2 separate regions of the Bombyx mori genome follow, and region 2 is linked to region 1. The links are chromatin contacts, called in public Hi-C maps. All regions are on one chromosome and are shown on one strand. The core of a region is the stretch at or near the end of the contact, and the rest is flanking DNA. Distances in the headings are between cores, read along the strand shown.

Region 1 (3,294 bases), core at 223-2,722:
TAAGAAATAAAAACATATGTAAATTTTATCAGTCAGTCTGTTATGTAACATAGTTCGTAAAGTGTTTTACATTCGCTTAAATAGTTAACACAAGCATTACGTGTTTCAAGTTTTAACATTTTCTCAAACAATAGAGCATTTTCATTTCGTTTGCACATATGTTAATTTATGAAAGAATATTTTTCTTTACAGCTACATGTACGTATGTTACGCTCTCCTCAAATACAATGAATTCGAATATATTTTTCTTTATGAATCCAGGGTTAGGGATTTCAATAAGAAATTCAAAACTAGACTGGACATACTTGTAGACATTAGATAAAAATATCACAAGATATGTAAGTATAGACAGGGGAATCGGGAGACATAAATAAATAAGACGTACGATCCGATTGGAGAATATTCTCGGCGAAGTCTAGTAAGTAAAGTACAGTACAATTAAACACGTCCCTGACTGTTACCCCGAGGGTCGTGGGTTCGATTCCCACATCGGGCAACATTCCCTTCCCATTCCTCATTCCTTCCAACATTCGATTCCCACATTGAATGATGAGCAGGTCTATGGTACCCATAACACGGGGAATCCTAAATTGGGGCCGGCTGACCGTGCGTGATTTGTTCTTAGCTATTAATATTATTACTTATGTCGATAGATTTTGTTTAGTTGTACTACGAGTATTGAATAAAATTTGACGGTTTTTCTACGGCTTTTCTACGGTTTTTGACGGCTTTTCTAGAGATCCAACATCAACCTACAGGCTTCGGAATGAGCTTTTCAGTTTTCCTACAGAGCTATGACATCTCTTTAGATGAGGATCGTTGTTTGCTAGTACCATGCCTACTGATTTTCTCGCTGGATCGTCTCCAGTGGTAAGTTCTGCGAAGCACTGCTCTTGCTAGGGCTAGTGTTAGCAAATTCTCTCAGGTTGAGCCCGTGAACTCGTCTACCCGTCCGGACGTGGCTGGAATAGCCTCTAAGGCTACCAGCGAATGGGTACGGGTAAAAAACTGGTTTCACTGGTGGTAGGGCTTCTTGTGAGTCCGCACGGGTAGGTACCACCACTCCGCCTATTTCTACTGTGAAGCAATAATGCGTTTCGGTTTGAAGGGTGGGGCAGCCGTTGTAACTATACTGAGACCTTAGAACTTGTCTCTCAAGGTGGGTGGCGCATTTAATGTCTATGGGCTCCAGTAACCACTTAACAACAGGTGGGCTGTGAGTTCGTTCACCCAAATAAGCAATAAAAAAAAAAAAATGTTATTTATAAAAAACAGTATTTTACGTCGTTGGCGTCCATACGTATCGTTAAACAGTCTCACCATGGGACCGTATCGTCAGCCAAGCCGAAATTATATATATATAAATATGTTTCGTTACAATTGAAGTTTCCGATTACAAGGGCCGCACACGAGAAATCCCATTTAATGTGTTGTGTGGCAGCATTCAAATAAAAACATTGCTGCATGAATGAACCCGCTTGTTTCTAACTTCCACTATACTTATTATGTATCGCGTTCGAAGTTAGAGTCGTCATTGTGATAATTCCGTTCAAATAACTAACAATAAATGCCAAGTGTAATTAAAAGACTGTAAGAGTAATTAAACTATAAGACTGTAATTAAAAGAAATATAAGTGCTCATAGAACTTTTAAAATTTGCTTTGTGACTTTTAAATCGATTTGTAATTCGCTTTATTTTTTAATCGATTAGAGATTGCACTTATAATCGTATGTATAGTCGTATAATAATAAATGCGGTGAAATTCAAGATGCTTAAATACTATTTGTTTGTCTTTCATTGGCATTAATAAAATAGTTCTTAACTATTCTTAAGTCTCATCGTATTTGTTGATAGAAGGATTTCGAACATACCAGAATATCTCAGTAAAAATATTAACCTTATTCTCAAGCCGACAAGTATAGAAGTGATAACTACCTATATTGTGTAAAATAAACATTTATTACAATATTACTGCTAGTATTTACAAAATAAAATGTTATTATAGTTTTGTACCATTCTATTGAGCCATCTTTAAAATCTGAGTTAAAAAACAGAAAAATCAAAAGCGATTTGATATTTATCTTAACACTTGTGCTAATTTACGCTTTTCATATTATGTAAATTGTAGGTTACATTTACAATTCCTTGTGAATAGGGAGCAGCCGCGAAAACGGCCATAAATAAACATACAAAACCGGACTCGACAAGTCACAATAACGATCGCTATCTCCCGTTGTCTCGTCCGACAACAACCATCAAAGGGTTCCGTCCTCACGCAACATTAAAATCAATTCAGACACTCGATCGAATTAATAAATGACACAATTCATTCCCATGCATTTCAATTTCTATCGTGACACGTAATGAGCGCTGGCTGGTCACTTAATGTTTCGATCGCGCAATGACCCCAATGCGGAGGGACCGCAGTGCCGAGTGCATTGGTTTTTCGATACAAATGACCAATAAATGTGAAGGGAATTGATATTTAATTTGAAACCACAAGGGTTACGTTCTGTATTGAATACATAATAGTCAATGACGTTGATAATTCTTAGAAAAACGCTTGAGAGAGTCGAGATAGTTGAATAGGTTTTATTGATCGGATGTCGTTTGGAGTTGTTTAACCTATTAGTTGTAATGGAAGAAGTGTGTTCCTAATAATGCTCTGGACTCTTAGTTTTTTAATGAGTTTGTGTTATATTCATTTTTATGGTGTATTAATTATTAAAAGTAAAATTAAAATTGAAGGGTAAACGACGCTTTCCTAAATTTAACGATCTATCAAAAAGAACATCAACCATCTTGTAATTTTTTCTATATTTTTTCACTAATTAAGGCGGATGAGCTTTTGGCTCATTTTGGGCTAAATTGCCAGTTTTCGGGGGAAAATGTGTTTTAATACAGAATACAGGTATATCACCTTTATCGTGGATGTTGTGCCCATTTGATCATCATTACCATTATCAGCCTACAGTCGTCCACTGCTGGACATAGGTCTCTCCCAATTTCCACCACTTAGCTCAGCCTTCGGCTCTCCTGATTCATGTCTTTCCGGCCACGCTTCATAAGTCATCGCTCCACCAGTCCAAAAGGCGTCACATACCACTGTTCCGTAGATAATTAGTAAAAAAGAATATGAGTCGCAACATAAGCGCATGTAAGCCAGGCGTCATAATTTTTAGACTATAAGTTAGGATGAGCTACCTTCATCACATGTTTTAGACGTGAATCTGTCAATTTGGCACACTAAGAAGAGTGAATGAAGAATGTGGGGTAGTTGTAAATTTCAATAC
Region 2 (3,644 bases), core at 649-3,148, 37 kb after region 1:
ACTTAATGACGATTTTAATGTCACTCGACTCTCGGATAATAAAAAAAAGTCTTTGACATATTTAATTTAAGACTTTAATCTGTATAAAATTATTATTTAATCTGTAATACTAAGTATATGTTTTAGGGATGTTCAATTCTATCTATTTTAATGTCTACAATTAACAAAATTTAAATGTGGTTAGAACTCTTTTTCCATATAATCTCAAGCAAAGGGATTCCATATTCAACATTACAGACAACTTTTGAAATTTAAATGAAATCAAAATCTTAGTCTTAGTCTTAGAGTATAAAACCGAAAGAGTTAATTTAGTACATAGATACAACATTTTATGTAGATTGCACTGAAATTTCCAAATCACATTTTTGTTTTGCACCATTATAGGTCAAGTGAATAAATGTGGATATGCTAAACAAATAGTTTACACAAATAATTAATAAATTTATGGCAAAAAGTAATGAAGCATCATATGAAAATGCGCACAAAATTCATGTTTACTTGAAAGATTGTTTGTGCGAGTAATAATTGAATAGATCAATTTATGTGTTACATTGTTGTAAATTGGAAGAACTATTTGAGACCTTAAATTATTTGCATTTTTCTTTCAATATATCATTTAAAAGAATGGGACTTTCTCATTTTTGGGGGTTAGTCCCAATTGCTGAGCTCTCATGACGTTAAGTATATATATTCTAGTATATTCAGAGTCAACAGCACTAATTACACTTTAAATATCTTATAAGTTAAGATCAGTAATTTTGACACCGATTAAAAATAATACACATTAATTTGTTACATAATCTCAAACTATCGACAATAATAGAAGTCAAGACAAACTTTATGCCATTAAATAAAATAAATTATATAAAGAACCTAAAAATTACTATTAATTTTGAATTTGTTTTTTATTTGTTAATATTGTTTTAATTTCTTTTTGATATTTCAGTTTTTCTCAAATTTTATAAATAAGCTGATCACTATGCCATTATTAATAATAAATAATTTTAACAAAAATCACTTTGAGCTTGACCATAAGATGATTATTTAATTACCACAACAGTTATATGATTTAGAATCCAATCAACACATAGCAAAACTTTTATTATCGTTATTGTTATATCATATTTTTATTTCACTGATATATTTAATGTATTTAATTATCTTATTCATGTGAACATAGAATAATATAACAGAAAATTATAGAAAAAAAGTACAATGGCATTGCTTATTTCTTTAAGAAATAACTTCCAGACCCAAGGGGTATTAAAATAATAAATTTAAAGTGATGAGTGTGTATGTATATTATATTTTAAATTAAAGTGTTTAACTAAGTCGTTATCAATTTTTTATAAATTTTTGACATCTTGCTAATATAAGCCGTGACTCACATTTAGTATTAATAATTATTTTTATCAATAACTTCATCAAACTTTATCAAATACCTACTTTAAAATTAGATAACCCTATTTTAGTCTAGCTTCAATGATTCAGAGTAATTAAAATAACCATTTAAACGTATAGATTACATTTTTAATTCAGAATTTTAAGCTTACCGCAAAAAAGTATCAAGAAATCCAGTATTATTTTTCGCAGTATCATTTTAGAATCTCGATCTATCGTGACTGAATGATTACGCGAATTCGTTTTTCTCTCGGTTCTGTCCATCTTTAAACTTAATAGTCCAGAGTTTAATGTACAACAATAAAAATAACACTTTTCACTGCATCGATGTTACGAAATATTCGTTGTTGGAAAATAATTTGATAACACCCTTACGTCAAACACCGAGCGCATGCGCGCGCGTACTGACGGTTCGTTCAGAAACACAAGAGCGAAAAACGAGATGTCAAAAATTGTGAAGAACGTGAACACCGACTATTTACCTATTTAGTATAATGCTAACTGATGCCAACGACCACGCATTTGCAGAATAAGAGTTGCTTCGTATTAGAATTAAGTACCGATTTTTTATCAAAATGGTGTCACGTGATTCTTTTCTGTTTAGTATTATTTTCAAAACTAAGCAGTTGCAATATTTTGAAAAATTTATTATGCAATTTTGCCTTCAACACGGGCGGTGCGCAGCGGCTTGGCGTTATTGATGTCGATGAACAACAGTGAATATTCATGCCATAATGAACCGTATTGTCATTTATTATTGAAGGCAATTAAAATATCAATAAAATCTCAGTAGGATGTATGAAACTCTACTTTTCAAAGTCAGGCGTAAATATCGCTATCTATATTTACGCCTGACTAAATTTTGTCGCTGCATTTAGAAAATAAACTATCTATTTATAATTCAGAAATGACCATAATTTAACATTGGGACAAGGATGCTCAATGTATGTAAAAACACGTTCAGCTGGCATAAACGAAATGTTTTTCTAAAATTAAATTAATTATATTTTAATTAATAATACTAGCGGGCAATTTTTGATTGGCACCTGATGAAAAGTGACTTCCCATGGTTGTAAAAATACTTAAAAATTAAATTTTGATAGTCTAAATTATTCATTTACTAATTTCGCAGCCGGATCTTAGACTATGAGATGTAGTTGCTAATTTAGTTTTATTTGATTCTCCAATGTCCTCCAGTTTCGATACAAACATAAATTGTTGTCACTATATCATCTTCCACGTGAGATGTAAGCTTATAACAATGGAATATTTTTTACAAAGAAATGCCGCTCGTAATCGGTAGCGACTACCCAGTGGGACACACACTTGTATTTATTTGTAGTTTTTTAACAAAGGAACCCTAAAGCTAAGCAGGAAATTCCTTGTCATAAAATTTTCTGACAGCTTATTCACGGTGAAATTGGGAATTAATTAATTAAACAGTGGCCGTGCGTCTACTTTGTAACCGATTTAAAAAAAAAAGATCAGGTTCTGAATTCGAAGGTATTTTTTTATGTGTGCTACTACCACAGATGTTTTTTCTTTGGGAACCGATTTTAATTATTTTTTTAATTTTAAATCTGGTGCTTCTCATGTGATCCCATTGAAATTTTTGTGTCGAGATCTGACCAGTAGATTTTTTTCCTTAAATATTATATGATATTTATTACATACTTTTTTTACACGCTTTTATTAGCTTGATTGTATGTATTTTTGTGAAGGAACACTACTTATCTTCTTAGTGCTGTTTGTTTGCATCATCATTTATTATTTCCATACTGTTGATGTATTATGTGTATGTAAGTATATTAGTATGTATTGTATGCTAGTATGTATATTGGTATATAATAATAAGTATATATTTCATATTATATGTAAACGGTATATATTTTGTTTATTGTATGTATATATTTTCTATAATGTATTATCTATAGTACACCACAACATACCTGCTAATTTTTTTATATTTTCCAGAATTTCTGTAAATTAAACGGTTGTCTGGAAGAGATCGCTTTTAGCGATAAGACCGCCTATTGTACAAATTTATCTGTTTTTTGATTGTTTTTTTGAATGTAAATTGTGTTTTGGTGTGCAATAAAGTGTATTCTCTCTCTCTCTCTCTATTTTTGTTTTTGTGTAATAGAATCTTTGAAGGTCATTTTCACCAAAAGACTGCATATTATCTTGAAAATTCGTGCATCAAGCAAACTCATGTGATGAACAGGTTTGTTTGGTCTTTGTAT

What was found. Hi-C and Micro-C count contacts between places; a contact is called where the count stands out from the background.
Region 2: a Hi-C map of middle silk gland shows a contact between it and region 1, with 2.2 times the contacts expected there. The contact joins the promoter of LOC101745361 here to the enhancer-like site in region 1. A contact is called at or near these places in 3 of 7 Hi-C or Micro-C datasets (middle silk gland, posterior silk gland and whole pupa).

What each region holds. Positions count from the first base shown.
Region 1 is chr19:11,808,274-11,811,567 of ASM3026992v2, forward strand. The region is part of intron 38 of LOC101739626 (dnaJ homolog subfamily C member 13); the gene reads left to right. The region is part of intron 1 of LOC101745361 (putative phosphatidate phosphatase); the gene reads right to left. Among protein-coding and RNA genes, the nearest start is that of LOC101745361, 37 kb to the right of the region's middle. Within about 2 kb of position 1,473, at least 3 of the 8 cell types and tissues checked have open chromatin away from gene starts, as enhancers often do.
Region 2 is chr19:11,845,255-11,848,898 of ASM3026992v2, forward strand. LOC101745361 (putative phosphatidate phosphatase) reads right to left here and starts at 1,899. Exons shown (of 7, transcript XM_062674104.1): 1 at 1,554-1,899. The coding sequence starts at 1,665. All of the region lies in intron 38 of LOC101739626 (dnaJ homolog subfamily C member 13), which reads left to right.